Linked DNA regions of Nothobranchius furzeri: region 2 is linked to region 1. A link is a contact called in public Micro-C data. All regions are on one chromosome and are shown on one strand. The core of a region is the stretch at or near the end of the contact, and the rest is flanking DNA. Distances in the headings are between cores, read along the strand shown. Region 1 holds the start of mctp2a (multiple C2 domains, transmembrane 2a). Region 2 holds the start of ttc23 (tetratricopeptide repeat domain 23).

Evidence for each region. Hi-C and Micro-C count contacts between places; a contact is called where the count stands out from the background.
Region 2: a contact with region 1 is called in a Micro-C map of tail fin, with 7 times the contacts expected there. The contact joins the promoter of ttc23 here to the promoter of mctp2a in region 1. A contact is called at or near these places in 2 of 2 Hi-C or Micro-C datasets (skeletal muscle and tail fin).

Annotation. Positions count from the first base shown.
Region 1 is chr4:70,044,173-70,048,829 of NfurGRZ-RIMD1, reverse strand. It overlaps mctp2a (multiple C2 domains, transmembrane 2a), which reads left to right and starts at 2,138. Exons shown (of 25, transcript XM_070550387.1): 1 at 2,138-2,529; 2 at 2,653-2,850.
Region 2 is chr4:70,179,719-70,184,375 of NfurGRZ-RIMD1, reverse strand. It overlaps ttc23 (tetratricopeptide repeat domain 23), which reads right to left and starts at 2,134. Exons shown (of 11, transcript XM_015964555.3): 1 at 1,918-2,134; 2 at 1,632-1,803. The coding sequence starts at 2,066.

The sequences.
Region 1 (4,657 bases), core at 889-3,388:
TCTGTCTGCTCATTGAATTTGTACACAAATAAGTTATTTGGGATGGAATGGAGATTTAGCACTTATAGTTTTGTTCATGCAAGTGATTGCTATGCAGCAATATCTCAGGAGGTAGAACAGGTTGTCCAGTTTTCTGAAGGCTGCAGGTTTGATCCCTGTTCCCAGTAGAGAATTCTGCTGTGTCCTTGGGCAAGACACCTAACCATCCCTGCCTGCTAGTGGTGATCGGAGGGACTGGTGGCTCGGCAGCCTCACCTCTGTTAGTGAGCCCCGGGGCAGCTGTGGCTACAATGTAGCTCAACACTACCAGTGTGTGTGAATGGATGAATGGTGCACTGTAGTGTAAAGTATCTTTGGAGTCCTCTGACTGAAAGGTGCTCTACAAGTGTGGTTCATTTGTTGCTCCTGATTTAAATAAAATTTTGAAAAAGGAAATTATGGGAACAGAGGAATAGCTTCAGATATGTTGCTGTAAATATGCACAACAATCTGCTGCTCAACTCATTAACAATACATTAAATGAATGACAAATCAGCTGTTTTATGTCTAAGATGAGTCTCGTAATGCAAATGATCTTTAAATAAACCTTTAAATCAGTTAACAGCAAATATCACCACACCTGGGTTTAAATCAGTGAGAAACCAGATAACTGGTAAGGCAAGGCAGCTTTGTTTATAAAGCACATTTCATAAACAGAAGTTTATGTTTATTAATTTAGCAGATGCTTTTATCCAAAGCGACTTACAATTTATAACCTATAGGGCATGTTGTGATCTGTGGGGGAAACCGGAGTACCCGGAGGAAACCCACGCATGCGTGGAAAGAACACGCAACTCCACGCAGAAAGGCCGCAGCCGAGTTTCGAACCTGCAACCTTCGTGCTGCGAGGCAACAGTGCTAACAACTGCGCCACCATGCATGCAGCCCATGCAGAAGTATTCAATGTGCTTTCCAGGTGCCAAAACAGCAAGAATATGAAACCTTCAAATCAATGTGACAACAGACATCTGCAGATCATAAAAATCAGTTTAAATACGTGAATAAATTAGATATAAGAAATAAAATAAAAAGACAAAGGGTGAGCAGTTACAGTGCAGAAGGTGCAACATGCGAAACATTCATTCCAAGGCTGAAGAATACATGAAAGTTTTCAATTTTAATTTAAAAGTTACTAGAGTTGGGTTAGGTCATACAGAAGCTGATTCCATCTGTGTGCAGCATAGTAGCTAAAAGCAGCTTCACTCTGTTTGGTTCTGACCCGGAGTTCTACCAGCTGACTGCTTTCTAAGGATCTCAGAGCCCTGCTGGGCGTGTATACAGGAAGGAGATCCCACATGTATTTTGGCCCCAAGACATTTAGTGATTAAAAACTAGTAGAAGCACTTTAAAACCAATTCTTTAGTTTACTGGTAACCAGTGTGGAGGTTTAAGAACAGGAGTGATGTGCTCGGTTCTCTTGGTTGTTGTTATGACTCTAGCAGCAGCATTCTGAATGAGCTGCAGTTACTTTAGTTTCATTTTATTGGGGAGAGACCAGCCAAAGACCATTTGAATAGTCCAGCCTGCTGAAGATGAACGCGTGATTGAGGTTTTATAGGTTTTCTCTGAACATAAGACCCCTGAGTTTTGCTGTTTGATGAAGACGATAAAACGCTGATCTTGTTAAGGCCAGTGAAGCTCAGGTCTGAATCAATTATCACACCAATGCCCGTTTAATATTAGAGCTGATCACAGTAACATACCGATCCATTAAGTATTTCACATAAAGCATCTGATACAGCAAGTTTTTGTTTTGTTTTGTTGTTCAGAAATATGTGAATTTCCAGTGTTAAGCCAGCAGGGGTCACTGCAGTACATAAAAAGCTTTCCTCGTATTACTTGCTGGTCTGTTGAGCATCATAAGTTAAATAAAGATCTCAACTAATAAGATCATTTACTCGTGATCAACGTGCGGACAGCTGGTCTGTCATTTTAAGGCTGTATTAAGAAGATTCAATCGCAACAATTTAAAAATTGAAATATATACATAAAATAATGTAGGTTTCCAGACTGTGATGTCACATTCTCTTAGCTTAAACTGTTCAACATGAACCAAAAAGTAGGAGAAAAGAGGACATTTTTGTCAGTTAGGCAAACATGTACAATTACAATAATATATATTATATATATATTAGATTAAATAAATAATAGGCTGCTCCAAAGTCTGAAAGTTTGGATGAGGTGAAATTCCTTCATCCAGAATCAAAAGTTAGTTTAAATGTCACAAGAGAAGACTTAAAACATCTCAAGTCGTGTACTAGCACGCAAACTAAATTCAGATGCTTCTTTCAATTATATTATCATAATGACATCATTCAGAGCGCTAGTGTGAGCTCATTAAACCAGAAGAGTGGGATCAACAGGTAAACAAGGTTTTAGGAACAAACACCGCACACACACCATGCAGGTGGAGCGATGACGGCTGCATTCCACCTGTGGGAGGTCCTGTTGTTCTGCAGGAACTGTGGGAAAAGAAATGAGTCATCATTGGTGTAGTTTCATCAGTTTCTTTTAAAACTTACAAGATACCAGTCATGGAAAATAACAAAGGTCTTTGAACTGGGAAAAAACCTAATTTTAAACATTTTGCACAACACATTTGTGGCTCTGCAGGTTTTGGTGTAAAAACATGAATGTTTGGAAATGGGCTTAAACGTACTCAGAGATGTCGAGGCCTTTAGGAATGAGATTTGAGTTTATTGCAGTTGAAGAGGAATGCTGCAAAAACGGTTTCAAAAGAGCTTTATTATAAGGCGTACACCTTAAAACAGCTAAAGACAACACTGGAAGACCATTGCTACTCTCCTGCAGGTACAGTTTTTCTCTTTTAATTGATGCTGTAGCTATGTTTATTTGAATCTGTTTTAGACCAGTGGTGTCCTGCATATTTACTTGTTTTTCTGCTTCAATACACCCAACTCAACATACCTGTTCACCATGTTCCAGGCTCCACTGAAGCATGTTAATCACTCACTAACACAAAGCAGGTGTGCTGGACCATCTAAAACATGCAGGAAGTGTGTGTTTGAACTATGGTGGCCAGTGCATCCAATCAGAAGCAAAAGTGAAAACTGATTTCTGCTCTTCTGTCAATCAGAGATATGACAGAGATACGTGAGTGAGAGAAATATAATAGAATAGGCTTTATGAATCCCACAGTGGGAGAATTCACTCGTCAAGGCAGCACACACACTCACATTCCTCTCAGAATGTTACAGAATATGTGATGTAGTTCGTCCATGACACCTTCATGCTCTGTTGTCATCAGATTAATGGAAAGTAGCTGTTAATTTTAAAAAGGTCTTTCATTTCCTTTAACTGTTTTTCTTGCAGAGAAACAACCCCACCTGGTGGCAATTTAAACTACACGCCAACTAAACTGTACTCCAAGTAAATGTACTGTGTTCTGATTTCATTTTATGGTTTTACTTTAATCATTTGATTCCACTGAGAGGTCACATGTCCCAGCTTCCCAACAACACCTGAATGCAACATCAGTGCTAAGTTTAAAAGCCCAGGTAGGATGTAGCTTTTGTATCAGTAAATTTTACATTTTTCATTATTTTAAGTTCAAATTTAACACTTTCTAAACGTGTTGGGATAAATGTAAGATTCTGAAATCCATTTGTAGGTGTTAAATCAAATATATTGCTGGTTGTACTAACAAGCGTCATCATTTCAGTGGATAAAATCCAGTTTTGGGCTTGCATGCGCCCAAATGTCTGATGTTCCTGGCTTTCTAGCCACGAGACCAGCTGTGCTGGTTGCTGGATGAGGTCCAGTGTGCATGTGCAGAGTAACCAAGCAAGGTTTTGGATGGTTTGAGTTGTATGAGACGCAGGCCGGGAGGCCACCTGCCACAGGAGCTTGCCCTGTGCGGATATCCAAACTTGCCTTTTAACTAGAAGCCAAGTTGTGGCTCTTTCATGTGGGCCTGATCTCCTTAAGACGTCTGCAAATATTGATCAAGTCTCTGCCCAGACTCAAACACATCTGTTGTCATGTAGTCCCCACTGTTCGGCACAGACAAGGAGATGGAGGGAAAAACAGTGGGTCTGTTGCATTAGCTTCTGTGTGGACACAGAGCTATAATTTATACTTTGCAAACACAAATGCTCAGTTTTTAAGGAGCTTAGGCTAACTGTGCTCCTCTGTAAACAAATATGGGGGCTATGTGAAACTTAGCGCTAGATCTGTTCTGACATTTCATATGCCCCACTCATGTCGCAGAATCAATCAGAAGTATTTCAGGATTGTTTTGGACAGTTGTGTTGAAGAATTAGGCTAGATTATGGCATTAAGTACATTTTCAAACACTTGGACCCTGTAAGGGAACTCCGAGAGAAGAGTGCTGTATGCACTCCTAAAAGCAGACAAATTGCCTCACAAATGCAAATAAACCATCAAATATACAAATCAACAACAAACAGACTTACAAAACAGTCTGCTGTTCTGTGAACAAACGTTTCACTGATTCAGCGTCTGGTTGATCTCTCTGCACTGGCGTCATTTACACATTATTTGCTGTCAGATATGTTTGGATCTCACAGAACTGGGTTAATATGTAGCTCCAACCATCGGTGACTGCTGGGGAAAGTCTCAGCAGAGGCATTCAGGG
Region 2 (4,657 bases), core at 885-3,384, 140 kb before region 1:
TATCTTTTGCACTACCTCACGTGGGTCCACCATAGTGGACGGCTACAGTGAATTACCGGAGTATTGGACAGAGAGCAAAAGTGATAACTGGTAGGATTTTTCTTTGCCAATTTACCCTGGTTTCTATTAGCTCAAGCCCATTTCACTTGTGGGAAGGTTTAGCACACCTAAGTGGGGCTCAGAGTATTTACAAATGCCAGTTTCACCAAGAAATATATTCTAAAAAAAAATTTCGCTGCTATTTGACATGGAATACGACCAGAATATGACCGGAAGACGACCAGACAGTAATCGAGTGTGCATGAGAGGGAAACTTTTTCCATGTCAATAATACAGCCATCAGACTGACAGTTTGTGGGAGACAAAAACAATCATATTTATTTTTTGATACATTACTTTATGAAAATAATAACATTGACTTAAAGGACACACATAAATAGGAAAAGTCAGGAAGCCAGGACAATGTGAGATCCATGTAACTAAAGTTATTACAAACAGTCAAAATGACTTCCTTGGGAGTTCTAGTTATCCGTGAGATTAACAGTTGATCTAAGGCAACAAACAGGCTTGCTTTGACTAGCTTCACAGGAGTTTTGACGTGCATAAACAGCTTCTGTGCCGTCCATCGTAGCAAAGGGGGTGGTTTCATGATGTCTTGTGCAAAGGTTCAGTTGCAGCCTGAGTAGGAACGGGTGGGCATGGCCAGCTCCAGCTTGTTTTCTTAAAGTGACAGAGCCCTGAAACAGCTCATTCTGGAAGGTACTGAAACTGCCAAGAATAAATCTGCTGACTTTGCTTTATGTGAGAGGGATTTACAGCAAAGAACTTCATGAACATGATTTTTTTTTACCACAGAACTATTGCAACGTAAGAGAAACAGCCATAATGTGTCCCATTTAAACGTTCCTTGCTTTTACAGCCAATTGAGATCAGTGGACTCAGAGGTCTCCTTCAAAAAGCTGCTGATATCTCACTTGTTCAAGCTGGCTTTTGCATGACCTTCGTCACCACCCTCTGCTTATTCTCCACCTTTCCCGCGATCCACTGATTTAGCTCTTTCCTATTCATTTTCGCTCTCCCTTTCCTTACATTATTATTGTTTTTAATCACAAATTGTATAATTTTTTCCTCATTTTAAACCTATTTCTAATCATTTTTTAAATCTTTTTTTATACTTTGTCTTTTTTTGGGGGGTTGTCTATGTGAAGCGCCTCGTGACTTTTATCTTGAGAGGTGCTATATAAAAGATCATTTTCTTTGTTTCTTTCCTTACTGAAAACAGCATTTTTCTCCCTTTAACAAACGTCTCAGACACTTGTGACCAGCTTTATTACTGGTTAAAGTATAAACAAATTGCAAATAACAAAATAAGTCTTTAAACACTGAGCCCTCATTCATTATTTTATCGCTGTCCCTTTTCTTCTCTTGTAAGTCTTACAGGTTAAATGAACAGTGTAGAAAATGTATATGATTTAAAAAATATATTTTCTCTACTTTGTGATGATGCTGTAAACCAGTTATCAATGCTCTATTTTTAGATTACATCCCAAATCGCTTGCAAATGATATCAGTAGGTATTATCTGAATTACATTTATGCAATAAAGACTAGAAGAAGAAGTTCACTATCTACCTGTTGGCTGTCTTCACTGGCTTGAGCCCGACAGGTAAAGTGCTGCAGCTTTTGTTCAGGAGACATCATCAAAAATTCCTCCTTTGCAGATCGTGAGGGACTCGGTCCATCTGAACATCCATCAGTAAAGACACTTCCACCTCTGCTGCCATTTCTCTTGTTTTCAGGGAATCTGGGGGTTTGTTAGAATAGCTCTTGAGAAAAAGGCTTTGAAATTTAAAGAATGTTTTATAAGTTATTATCAAAAAATATTAAAAGGAGGGGTTCGTTTTTGCACGTAACTTACTCAGTCGAGGTTTCTGGTGAATGATGTTCTGCTTGATCGTTTTCCATGTTTACTATTGGTGAAAGGGCATTTCTAGGAAGTTGTTGATCGCCTGCCGTTCTCGCCGTTACCACTATGGTAGTTCTTCCGCATACGAAGTTGGGCTGCATTCAAAAGCACCGTTAAAAAAAAGCAGCAACAATAACACCAACGGCCAATCTCCTACTAGGGAGCTTAAGTCGTTTTTTTCCCGAACAAACAGACCGTGGTGCATGTATGATATAAAACATGTCAAAGTGTTCCTGATTACAAGTTAAGCTCGTATGTACAGTCTATGGTTAAGCTACAACCGCTGGCGTCCGAAGCATGGAAGTCGGGTGCATTCAAGAACACTACGACATCAGTGTTTCAGAAATGCAGGCCTATCCGAATTTATGACAAAAGAACTACGTCAAGTGGAAAATAAAATTACAAATTCGTCTTTCACCGCATAAATATTGTACGTAGCAAAACATCCTGCCTCTATATTTTTGTATTTTTTGTCAGAACAACGCTTCACTTTTGTTTTAGGATGATCGATTGATCAATCAATCAATCAATCAATCAATCAATCAATCAATCAATCAATCAATCAATCTTATTTGTAGAGCACCTTCCACAACGTTATCAGAAGCTCAAGGTGCTGAACAGCATAATCATAAAAACATTCCCAGTACCTGGGCATAAAAGCAAGATAAAAACATAAAATCATAAAATAACATGCAAGCAATATTGCAAATACAGAGAGATAATGGAATAAGACTATATCAATTAAAAACAAATGGTGGAAAAAATAAGATCAAGCATCCTGATCAAAAAGAAGAAGTATTAAAAACCATAATGTCAGGGCAATTCAAAGAACACTAGCGCTGAAAAGCAATCAAATAAAAATGAGTCTTTAGACAAGACTTAAATACTTGAATGGATGGTGCCTGCCTAATGCTCAATGGCAATTCTGTCAGCGCGTGGCGGTGAGTGAAGCAGATGCAAGGATTCACATGCGGGTGAGGGAAGCAGGCAGGCGGACAGACCAGCACGAGTAAAAGTATTTAATGATCACACGCTGAACAATGAAACAATGATCCACAAAAAGACACAGAACTGAAGGGGTTTAAATACAAGAGGGCTGGGAGCTTGGGTGATTGGAAAACGAGAGGCAGGTGGGAGCAATTAACAGAGATGCAGGACAGGGTGTGACAGTAACCCCCCCCCCCCCCCCCCCCCCCCCCCCCCAAAAGGGCAGATTCCAGACGCCCACAGGAGCACAGAACAGGGTGGGAGGGGGGAGATCTGGTGGGAGGGCCAAGAGGGGCTGATGGAGAGGAGGCAGGGACCAGTAGAGTCCGGGGGCCTGCGTCTGGGGCAGAGGAGGAGGCGACAACGGATTCTTGGGGGCCTGTGTCTGTGGCAGAGAAGGAGGCGACGTCGGGCTCTTGGGGGCCTGCATCTGGCGAGGGCGGGACCGGCGGTGACCTGAGGCAGAGACACCGGAGGGGACGTCCTTGACCTTTGGACTGGAGGAGACGGCGTTGACCTCTGGGCTGGAGGAGGCGGGGTCAACCTCTAGACTGGAGGAGACGGCGTCAACCTCTAGACTGGAGGAGACAGCGTCAACCTCTGGACTGGAGACGACGACGACGACCACTGGACTGGAGACGACGGCGTCGTTGGACAGGAGGGAGCGTCCACCTCTGAACTGGAGGGAGCGTCGACCTCTGGATTGGAGGGAGCGTCGACCTCTGGACACGAGGGAGCGTTGACCTCTGGACCAGAGGGAGCGTCGACCTCTGGACCAGAGGGAGCGTCGACCTCTGGACCCGAGGGAGCGTCGACCTCTGGACACGAGGGAGCGTCGACCTCTGGACACGAGGGAGCGTCGACCTCTGGACACGAGGGAGCGTCGACCTCTGGACACGAGGGAGCGTCGACCTCTGGACACGAGGGAGCGTCGACCTCTGGACACGAGGGAGCGTCGACCTCTGGACACGAGGGAGCGTCGACCTCTGGACACGAGGGAGCGTCGACCTCTGGACACGAAGGAGCGTCGACCTCTGGACATGAAGGAGCGTCGACCACAGGACACGAGGAGGCATTGACTTCAGAACACGAGGAGGCGTCGACATCAGGACTGGAAGAGGCGTCGACATCAGGACTGGAAGAGGCGTCGACATCAGGACTGGAAGAAGCGTTGACATCAGGACTGGAAGAGGCGTCGACCACAGGACTGGAAGAGGCATCGACCACAGGACTGGAAGAGGCGTCGACCATAGGACTGGAAGAGGCATCGACCACAGGACTGGAAGAGGCGTCGACCATAGGACTGGAAGAGGCGTCGACCACAGGACTGGAAGAGGCGTCGACCACAGGACTGGAAGAGGCGTCGACCACAGGACTGGAAGAGGTGGCGAACACAGGACTGGAAGAGGCGGCGACCACAGGACTGGAAGAGGCATCGACCACAGGACTGGAAGAGGCGGCGAACACAGGACTGGAAGAGGTGGCGACCACAGGACTGGAAGAGGCGGCGACCACAGGACTGGAAGAGGCATCGACCACAGGACTGGAAGAGGCATCGACCACAGGACTGGAAGAGGCATCGACCACAGGACTGGAAGAGGCATCGACCACAGGACTGGAAGAGGCATCGACCACAGGACTGGAAGAGGCGTCGACCACAGGACTGGGGGCGTCACCCTCCATCGACTTCTGGTCTGGGGGCGTC